2 separate regions of the Bombyx mori genome follow, and region 2 is linked to region 1. The links are chromatin contacts, called in public Hi-C maps. All regions are on one chromosome and are shown on one strand. Each heading gives the region's core, a stretch centred on a gene start, on an enhancer-like site or on the middle of the called end of the contact. The rest is flanking DNA. Distances are from core to core; before and after follow the strand shown.

Region 1 (5,853 bases), core at 3,264-5,763:
TTTTGTGTATATGAGTCGACTATTATCAAAGCCGGCAATCTGACTTTTGGACAATGATTGGTAAATCAGAAAAACGAATTATTGACTTTGTATTCCATTGGCAGTCACAAAACTCTTCGGAACGACATCTTAGATAAATAACAGGTTAACTATTAACCTTTATTTAATGCAGGTTTTGAACCGTATTCTTTGAAGGAGACGATTATATTCAAATCAATCTGAATTGACTTATCAATAATTTTTTTTTGTCCAAATGCACAGATTGCCACCTTTGATAATAGACGACTCATATATGGAATCCCTAATGTCGGCATTTGTTAGTATCTACAGTCATTGCGCCACTTCGAAAGGGCGGCACGACATGAAAACCCTCTTGTCGTGGCCGCCGGGAATTACAAACCCGATTCTGTAGACTGAATGGTAAACAGTCGACGTCGCCCTAAACACGTCATTACGGATCCTCCTGATCCATTAACGGTGCTTTTAGGTACCACAAGCACCGGTCACCATCCTCTCCGAACCCGCCGCTTGCGACGAAGGGCTCGACGAGCGAATTAACCCATAGACACAGCCCACTGAGTTACTCCCGGATTTTCTCAGTGGGTCGCGTTTCCGATCCGGTGGTAGATTTTGCGAAGCACTGCTCTTGCTAGGGCCAGTGTTAGCAATACTCCCGGTTTGAGTCCCGTGAGCTCACCTACATGTCAAGGAGAATCTGAAATAGCCTCTCAAGGCATCAGCATAGGTAGAAAAAAAAAGCATTTGCTAAGACACTTTTGTACTTAAAAGTCATAATATTTAAGTCCACTGCTAGTTCCAAAGTGAATACCAAGGAGATCCACCCAAATAAACTCATATAAAGAATACTTTATGATACTCGTATTAGGTATATTCACTACTGAGAAATCATGTAGGTAGTAAAACTTCGGATACCGAATCGATATTTAATTTTGACCACAATGACTGGATACATCGATATTTAGGTTCATTCTATGTATGTATGTAGGCATTGTAGTCTCTTGTTTTTTGTTAGTGTTATTTTTTCTTAAAAAGATTGGGACTATTTTCAAGATGTTTTTATTCACAGCAATAAAGCTCGTCAGTAGTTACTAAATCAAAAAAGAAAGGAAGAGAGAGAAATACAATGAAACAAAGAAGTTGAAGAATAGAGAAGAAAAGTATTCTACTACGTTGTCTTTGCCTGCCTATAAATAAAAAATAAAATGTAATCTTAGAATAATAATGTAATACAATTACCTACATAACATTAAACAATTGCTTACATCGTCACTGCGTTATTTTAATAAAATATATCTAAATATTAAAATAAATCACAAGACTGTTTCTATACCGGATCAATTATGTAATTTAAAAAAAATATTTTAATTTTGTCAAACGAAAATCGTCCGTTTTTCGTAAATAAGCAGAAGCGGTTTGGTAGTGAATTGTTTTGATTGTAACACGAGTCGGCAGTGTCGCTATCTCTCTCATATACGTGTGCGAATAACGTGCGAAGCAAGGACGGCTTGCGGAAGTGAAATAAGAATGAAAACGGGGTTCATTCATTGACGCTTCCGCCGACATCAATGGCCGCGCCAAACGCACTCCAGTTACGTCACGGTATAGAATACATAAAAGATTTATGAATACGTACACATACGTTTGTTTTTAATCAATACTGTGTTTAGATTTTCAATATTTATTAGGTTAATTCGAAATAAGAACTAATCACGAAAAATTAAACTATTAAATGTAACAACGTTTTTGTTATTTAATATTATAATTACTTTCTTGCCTCTTTCGTTTCACAAAAATAGAATTTTTGTGAAACGAAAAGAAATACGGTTAAAAAATGAACATTATTACCTAATGACTGATACCTAGATTGTCAAATGTAGTACATTGCAAATGCATGTTATGTTTTTACGTGACCGTGTAAAATGACAAATTCACATCACAGTACATCTTTTTATATGCTAACCGATTTAAATGATACAAACATTGATGACCTTGTTACTAAAGGTGAGGTAATCTAGGAAAATACACTGCAAAACTTCTTTATGTTATTCAGATTTAGAAATAGTTTAGGTAGATTTATAATTAGAATAAGTGAAATTAAAACACAGTCAAATGATACTAAAAGCAATGTAACATAAGGATGGTTTGCACTTATCAATACCATGATATTCTTAGAGAAATTACATTAAATTAGCCTTGTTTCTGTTAATCACTATGTCATTCAGAATCACATTGAAACTGGTTCAGCGAATGTGAAGATCAACATACCGAAACAGATAAAAACGATTTTATTAAAAAATATGTACATATATGACGTAGTTAGAAGATAGATAGCATCCGGAAAACATTAAGCATTTCAAAGTTTACCTACCGTTCTATTTTAGGTACTTTCAAAGTATGTATTTATTAATATAACTATTAGTAAGTAGTTTATAAACTTATTTAGTACATGGAAAGATTTTTTTCTACATATCCCATAGTCATAGTCATAAATAAATAGTCAGTGATAAATCACACAAGATTATCTGTACCACAAAGTGATAAAAGCACTTGTATACAATATGCGTCGTGCGATCTTTCCCAATGTGAGAATCGAACCCGCGATTCTGGACCCGATTGTCAGGGGCGCTGACAACTACGTCACCGAGTGATAAAACATTAGTATGATAAAGATATCAATCCTAAATGTATATATCTAAATTATAGGTAGTAGATGAAATTTGAGTTTTGAATGTGCTTTATCAGTTTGCATCATATTTTTGCATATAATAAATATAATAATCTAAAAATATATATATTGGTGATTGTTTCAGTGTTCAAAGCGACCCGACTAAGGTCGATTCGTCTCGATGGTCCCGTAACGTCATCAGACGTGTACGTACCATGTCTAAAAGAATCACATACGATTTTCATCCTTACTATGCACGTAATAACGTATAGAGAAGTTTTATCACCTGCGCTAGTTGGTTTGTACGTTGTGACGTAGCTCTGTGCTCATTGAGTAGTTGTATACGTTGGAGGGACCCCTCCTTTATCTTATTAATTACTCCCCCACCCCTGCATTGACGTCACAGACAGATTTAGACAGCTAAAACTCGAAAGGCCGTGGAAACAACTAAATTTTGATGTTTTAATGTATCGTAAACAATACTCATTTACATTTCTGGACCGAGAAGTACGTTGTTCCTCGCAGCTGTATATTAAATTTACTCTAAATATTAAGGCTCTAAATTTGAAATTCTCTTAAGTCGAGTAAAAATCTACTCTAGGCTGTTTTTCACTATAATACGTATTATCGGATCCTCCGGATTCACTTTCGGTGCTTATAGATACTCCAAGCAACGGTGGCCGTTCTTGTCGAAATTGCCGAATTTCGTTCGAAGTGCAATCTTATCCATAGACAGAACCCACTAAGTTTTTCTCCGAATCTTTTCCGTGGATCGCGATTCCGATACAGTCTGATTCAACGTAGCATTCACTCATTGCTCTTGCTAGGGCTAAGCTCGCCCAGTTTGAGTGAGAACCTCACCTACCAAGTCGATGTTGGAATAGCCCATCGAGACTACCAGATTAAGTAGGGGAAAAAAATATTAAGAAAATTAACTGTCATTAAATTGAGTTAGTAGCACCCTAATGGGCAAATTCGTTAATCACGTCAATAAGTTAATGTTATTTTATAAGGAACATAGTATTTAGTTGGTTAACAAAAAAAACAGTAAATCAATGAATAAAAGGTTAAGCAATGAAATTGTTGAACAATGATTATTTCGTAATTTTTAAGTTAAATCAAACAGAGTATCAGGATATAATTATTTTCATAGCTTATCTACAATAAACATATAATAGACATGAACAACAACCGTATTTACCGAAGTCAGTTAAACACTGGTGTTGTGAATGAAACAGTGTGCGTCCGGCGAGCGGCGAACGCGAATGGGAGCGGAAGCCCGCGGTTAGTCCACTTCCTGTTTCCTGCCGAGTCGAGAACGTCGTATGTGCAGCCGAGCGCGCCCGAGCGTACCCGAAGCAACACGAACAGTCACGGAAACACACGATCGTAGTCAATGCGCTATAGTATCTTCTGTATGATAATAATACTGAGCGAGAATTATTTAGTTGTTTAATTTTTAGAGCGGAATCAAAATGTTGTGGAATGAAAACAAACCACAGCGGTACCTACTGCACCGTAACTTAAATATTCAATCTGTTTTTTTTTTTTTTATTGTGCTTGGGAATTAAGGATATCAGGGAATAAAATGATTTTAGCAAAAAAAAGGGTTTTATCTTCATGCATTCCTAAAATTTATAATAAACAGTACACATATAGGCTACATCCAGAATACTTTTCTGTAAGATTCTATCTGGAATTCGTTTACAGAACCCGTCGCGTCGTGCTGTAGTATTTGAGTGAATATGCCATCTGTGAGCGTTATATTAAGATGTAGACATAATGATTGTATAACTACATATTACTACATTCAACACAGCTTTTTTCTTAGTATTGGTTATAACGGCTACACCCAAAGTTTATTTTATTGGCACATGTGGCAGAGTAGTATTAGAGACAAAACAGTTTGAGGACCGATGGTTTAGAATCTTTCTTAGTTATCGCTATTTTCTTAGGTTTTAGAATATAATTACACTAACCATTAATTATAATTCGAATGGTGCTAAAATAAACAACGCGATGAATAAATAAATAACTTTAGACAGTGTTTCGTGTATCTGTCATGAAAATTTAAAAAGTAATTATTTTGCACTGCTTAATATGTCTACATCATTTACGTCAAAATTTACTTAAATGACAATTATTACTAACTGCATAAGGTATATTTATCTGTTTATTAAAATGTCTAGATAGTTACGATACCTTAGTTTTCGTTTAGACAAAATACAATATGAAAATATTTGCGTAAAATAATTAAACATTCAATGTAGGTCATCACCACACGTATTAAAAAATAGAACGGGCCATTCATCATTCTTAGAAAGGTATTTAATGGGTTCGTTACCACGAATTTTTTTAGTTAGTATGACGTGTCTGTTTCGCCTTAATAGTCCGAAAAAGGATTCGAAACGAGAGGAGTAGAATAAGACGTAATAGCAGTCAAAAGTAATGTTTTATTTTTAGGGACTTATGTATGACGTACTCGGTCGCTTTATATGAATTGGACCTGTGGTACTCAAAGTTCAGGTCTGACGCACGCAAACTTAGAACTAAGAAATAAATACGTTTCAGTATTAGCGCTCTTTGTACCGAAATATTACCAGTGTGAATTAGTATGATTTGAAATCTTTTATCCAACCAACGGGAGGGAGATTTTGTTAATATTAATTGATGATAATAATTAATAATTAGTTAATATTAATTATATAATTTTTAAACGGTAGGCGGCGGCTTGGCTCTGACCCCGGCATTGTTGACGTCCATGAGCAACGGGAACCATTTACCACCAGGTGGGCAGTATGCTCGTCAGCCTGCCCACAATACAGCTTGGACAATAAAAAAAAAGGGATTCCACGGATGGTGAGTTAACTTCACATTACCTTAGGTAAATTATGGTTTGTACTATGAGGCTTTGAATATATCTCTATAAAAGCCCTTTTCAAAAGAAGCTTAATTTAAAGAAATTAAGGACCTATATAGGATACAGTTACAATTAAACTTCGATCGTCTAAATAAAAATTCTGCAACCTGACTCCATCAACACATGCATATATGAATTGCATAATCCTTATTCAACCTTCCTTCAATGCTGTCATTTGGGATAAAAGAAACAATAATCTGAAATTTTCTCACAAAAAAACATTTTGCGTGCGGCCCTGGGACGATGT
Region 2 (5,011 bases), core at 865-3,364, 52 kb after region 1:
TTGCACAAGCATCGATATTCAATTCACAGGTAAATTACTATCATAGCTATTTTATATATTATATAAGACCTTTTTCTATTTTTGTACTAGGAATTGTAAGTTTTAAATAAACAATGGCGTTGTTCTGAAAACAAAGATTTATTATTTTAGTAACGTAAAACGTACACAAGAGTAATTGTACAATTACACTGTAAACTTAAAATAGGTATCTCACCTGAAAACAAAGAAACGACATTTAAAGTCTATTCAATTCCTTTTTATAATAACTCTCCTATCTTATTTAATTTAGCTCAACTAGCAGCTCAGTATTTCTGTTTTTTTTTATAAATTGTGTTTTTTAGAAATTATATTTATATACAAATTACATATTGATAAAATGGTGAAATATGAATATTATATTTTTGGATCTTACCGACAGAATAATGAAAAAATATTAACTGTATAAATAATTTTTAGCTAATTTAATTTTTTTAGCAAACTGTTATGTGTAAATGTTTCAAGGTTAATAAATAAATTATTATTAAAAAAAAAAATAAAGAAAAAATCAAAATCATTGATAAAGTTGATTATTGAAAACACGAATAAAACAAAATTTTCTGAAAATAAATCGTAGCTAGATCGATTTATCGCCCCCGAAATCCCCTGTATACTAAATTTTATGAAAATCGTTGGAGCCGTTTTCTAGATTCAGATTATATATACATATTTATATACAAGAATTGCTCGTTTATAGATATAAGATATGCACGAACATGTGTCGCCATTACCGACAGCGTCATCTATATGATTATTTAACAGCCATAGAGTGCTGTACAAATGTACTCTAAAGAGGTATAGTTTCTTTACATATTATTATACATAGTTTGTATATTGTCCATTATAGAGCGGAATGTTGAGGCTTAGCTCGAACGTTTTGTTTACAGGGCCGTAGGTAGATTTCTGAATATTTATGAAGGAACTACACCGCTCTCGTAGTTGTGGGTTTCATAAAACAAGTTAATGCATGTTATTTATTTACTGTCAATGATATTTTACTACGTCGTTTACTTGTTCATGAAGATAAGATAGTTATATTTTTAAATTAGATTAGTCAAAGCAGGCTCGCTTTGCTGGCCGAACTTTAACTTTGATCCAATCCCTACCAAACAAGGCCAAGCTGCACATATTCTCAAAATTTCATCGAAATCGGACATGCGTTATCGAAGTCTATGGAAGAACATACATACATATATAAATCGACTTTTGTCGTGTACAGAGATAATTAACAAAAACATGTTAACGTTTTATTAATAGTACTATATTGAGCAGACAAGTTACGGGCCACTTGGTGCTAAGCGGTTACCAAAGACGACCTCAGACTGGGGAGGCAGCTCTGGCGGAGTTCTCGGACTAATTGGAATATCTTACCAGTCAAACGGAAACATAAGATTGCTTCCAGTTAAAAATACGCATAATAGAACGACAGGGCAATTTTTCTTTAGAGATATTACAAAAAGTCCTTTTTTAAATGGATGCGGCACTACTTAATTAACATACGAATATCGATTTCTTTATTTTTGAAATTCAACACTGTTCCTATATAAACTATAAAATTAAGAATGAACTACGAACTATTATTGTTCATGAAATAAACTTTTACGTTGAACATTACTTAGTAGATAAATCTGAAAATCTTGTTTTTTTACTTCGTACTACCCCCTTAATGTAATGTGAGTCAACTCAGAAAACTACATTAACTAAGTTTACACATTTGCGTACACTTGAACTTTGCAACTATTTAACGTAAATCCTCATTTAGATCGTCGTACAGTTTCACAAGACACGGATTAACATTTCTTAAGCGCCAATGAACAGACTAGCAATAGCACGGATTGATTATTAAACAAGCCGTGGGTGCGGGCTGGTCGCGGCACCTACGTACCACAGTGCCTCCAATTTGGTCGCATTGTTTCGCAACTTGATTGGTACCAAATTCTTAACCCACAGACACCTTAGCCCGTGGGCAGGTGGAAAGTGGACTAATAACTGGTGATTATGCAACCACTCTATATGGTATGCACCTTATTTGATGCGAAAGCTGGCGTTGTCCTCCATACTAAGGCGATTGTTCGTAGCCTTATCGTTAAAGTTCAAACTAAAATAGCGCTAACTGATGATTATAGATAGTGAGTTACGACTACTATATTGGGGAACGCACATGTTCAATTTACACGTTTGAATTTTGTTATATGAAGCTACGGATATCATTCGTGCGAATGTAAGCGCATGGTCAGCGTCTGTAATATTAAGGAAACCGTTCCCAAAGTTGGAACGGACATGTATAGGTATTAAATCTAACATAAGCGAGTAATGTTAGTAGGAAATGTGTAATGTAAATGAATTCAGGGCCGCTCAAGGTCGCGAATACCGCGCATTAGCTGCTTTACATTGCGTGCTGTATTTGTAGGTACCTACCGAAAAATTTTTAAATGTAATTTTTAATTGAAGTACAATCTTTTACTCCAGTCATCTCTCGTTTCCCGCGAACAGTTTCTAGTAATTAATTAATTAACACACATTAATATAAAAAAATCATTTTCAATGAAATTTAATTCAAAATAGCTTATTATTGCCTTATCATAAAATATATAAATAATATCATTATTTTCTAAAGCAAATATGTACAGTTAAAACATAAACAGTAGCTACAGTTATAAAGAGTTTTCAATACAATAAAGTATGTGCGAGCTTAATATGTTCTTTTTTTCGAGTCGTGGTGTGGCGGGTAGCCATCATACAACGCAAGATATTTGACAGATACCTGAATCTCGCTTACGACATTTTCAAGATAAGTTCGCATATATACAAGTTTCGAACGTAGGTATGTTAGGTAGTTGTAGGTATATAAGACAAAGGGAAGATCTTCCACTGAGCGGGTGATATTGCTCGGTAGACCGACGGTCCGAACGTTGTTGTTCGGAACTTGTATATTATATGCGAAATTATCTTGAAAATGTCGTAAGCGAGATTCAGGTATCTGTCGAATATCTTGCGTTGTGTGATGGCTACCCACCACACGTAGATATAATTAAAAATACTTTTTCAATTTAACCTAGCTTTTATTATTTTCATTTTATTATTTCCGATGTTTCGAGAATATGTAGTTTATAGTTTTCTTCGGCGACTTCACGATCGCACTACGATCAAACGAAATGAAATCGGACAGAGTAACTACATTGAAAAGATTTGAAAATGTTTCGAAATCGAAAAGTTACATATTTATTGTAGTTAAAAACTTGACAAGCTCAATACTCCATTCGAATTTCCTTAGTCTACTTGTGTTACGGTGCTCGAATGAATCTATATATTAATACGTGAAGTAAAAAATTTGTATCCCTTTTTACGAAAATTGCGCGGATGGAGGAGTATGACATTTTCCACACTTATAGAGAATATAGAGAAGAAGTGCACAATGCTAATATATTTTATTTAAAATAATGCATAAATGATACATTAATTCAATAAAGAAAACATTACACACACTACATACCATGTATTTGACGCACACACGCATGCATACTATATTTTATTGTCAAACTTTTGTTCTGACGTCTGTGGTCAAATTGAGAATAGATTAAATATTGTTTGTCTTTATTAATATTTTTTTATAGTGTAGCCTTGGCCAAATTTGTGATTATAGAAGTATAAAATACAATCATAATAGTGTACAAACTCACAACTCCAATTAATTATAGTCGAATTTCGACTACTGCAGGACCTCTAGTTATAATTAGTACGTCGAATATAAATGCATCTTTTTAAGTTTACAATTTGTATTTAATCGGTCCACCGGTTGCAGAGAACGATGTCTTTGGAGGAACCATATGCCGACACCTACGTACCGGCATGTGTGCCGGCATTTGTTATATTATTACACTAGCTTTTACCCGCGACTTCGTCCGCGTGGAATAGTTACTTTGGTGGCAAAACGCTAAATTTTACCCGCCTCTTCATTTACGTAGAAAGTGAAAATATTTTTGAATAATAGAATGTTAAGGAGCTATTTAAGGTACCAAAATCATGCTTTTTAACCGACTCCAAAAGAGGAAGTTATCAATTCGACTATAATGTTTTATCTATGTATGTTCACCGATTTCTCAAGAATGCTTGAAGCGATTCTCATAATTCTTTTTTCTTCTTTTTTGTTCGAAAGGGTAGACTTCCCGAATGGTCCTGTAATCATCAAGATCTGATGATGGGATCCTGGAGAAATCCACAAAAATCTATAATTGTCAAAGCCTATCTTGAAGTGATTTGAGTGTTTCAATGCTGTAATGATTAACGTATTTATTTGGATAGGGATTAATATCATCTTTATAAAAACACCTTCACAAATAATGTTTTATTTTAGAACAAATTTGGTTAGCATAAAAAACGTTATAGTAAGCCAACCTTTAAATATAGGTCAGACATATGCTGTCGTGGACTTTTTTTAAAACTTTTAAAGGAGAATGTTATACATTATTTTAGCAAAACTTTAACCGTTTCCGCAGCGTACGCAGCGAAAAATCTCAAAAGGGAAAAATACCCCGATTTTGAAACATTCTTTATTGGTGCTCCGCTTGTATTAGTCTTAGCGTGATGTTATATAGCCTATAGTCTTCCTCAATAAATGAGCTATCTGACACTGAAATAATGTTTCAAATCGGACCAGTAGTTCCTGAGATTAGCGCGTTCAAACAAACTAACAAACTCTTCAGCTTTATAATATTAGTATAGATTAGTATAGATTTAAAACTGCTAACGATTTTTGTTATCCTTGTATGTTTCGGTAAATAGATAGACGACCTACACACAGCCTTATATGGATAATTTACATTCAATTTTCAGCAAGGCAAAGGTGACAAGTCACGTTTGAGTATTATACGTAGATACATTATTTGAACCACTTTTAACATCAAACCATATTTATCACGGACATATTAGAGCGAATTCGAGGAATTTCGATACCGATTTTAAGCGGTTTTTTTTT

The links. A called contact is a pair of places that touch in the nucleus more often than the background predicts.
Region 2: a Hi-C map of midgut shows a contact between it and region 1, with 1.9 times the contacts expected there. The contact joins two enhancer-like sites. A contact is called at or near these places in 3 of 7 Hi-C or Micro-C datasets (midgut, posterior silk gland and whole pupa).

What each region holds. Positions count from the first base shown.
Region 1 is chr13:5,265,203-5,271,055 of ASM3026992v2, forward strand. The region is part of intron 2 of LOC134199950 (a long non-coding RNA gene); the gene reads right to left. Among protein-coding and RNA genes, the nearest start is that of LOC134199950, 11 kb to the right of the region's middle. Within about 2 kb of position 4,514, at least 8 of the 8 cell types and tissues checked have open chromatin away from gene starts, as enhancers often do.
Region 2 is chr13:5,319,322-5,324,332 of ASM3026992v2, forward strand. It overlaps a transcript of LOC101741873 not described here. Among protein-coding and RNA genes, the nearest start is that of LOC101741873, 27 kb to the left of the region's middle. Within about 2 kb of position 2,115, at least 3 of the 8 cell types and tissues checked have open chromatin away from gene starts, as enhancers often do.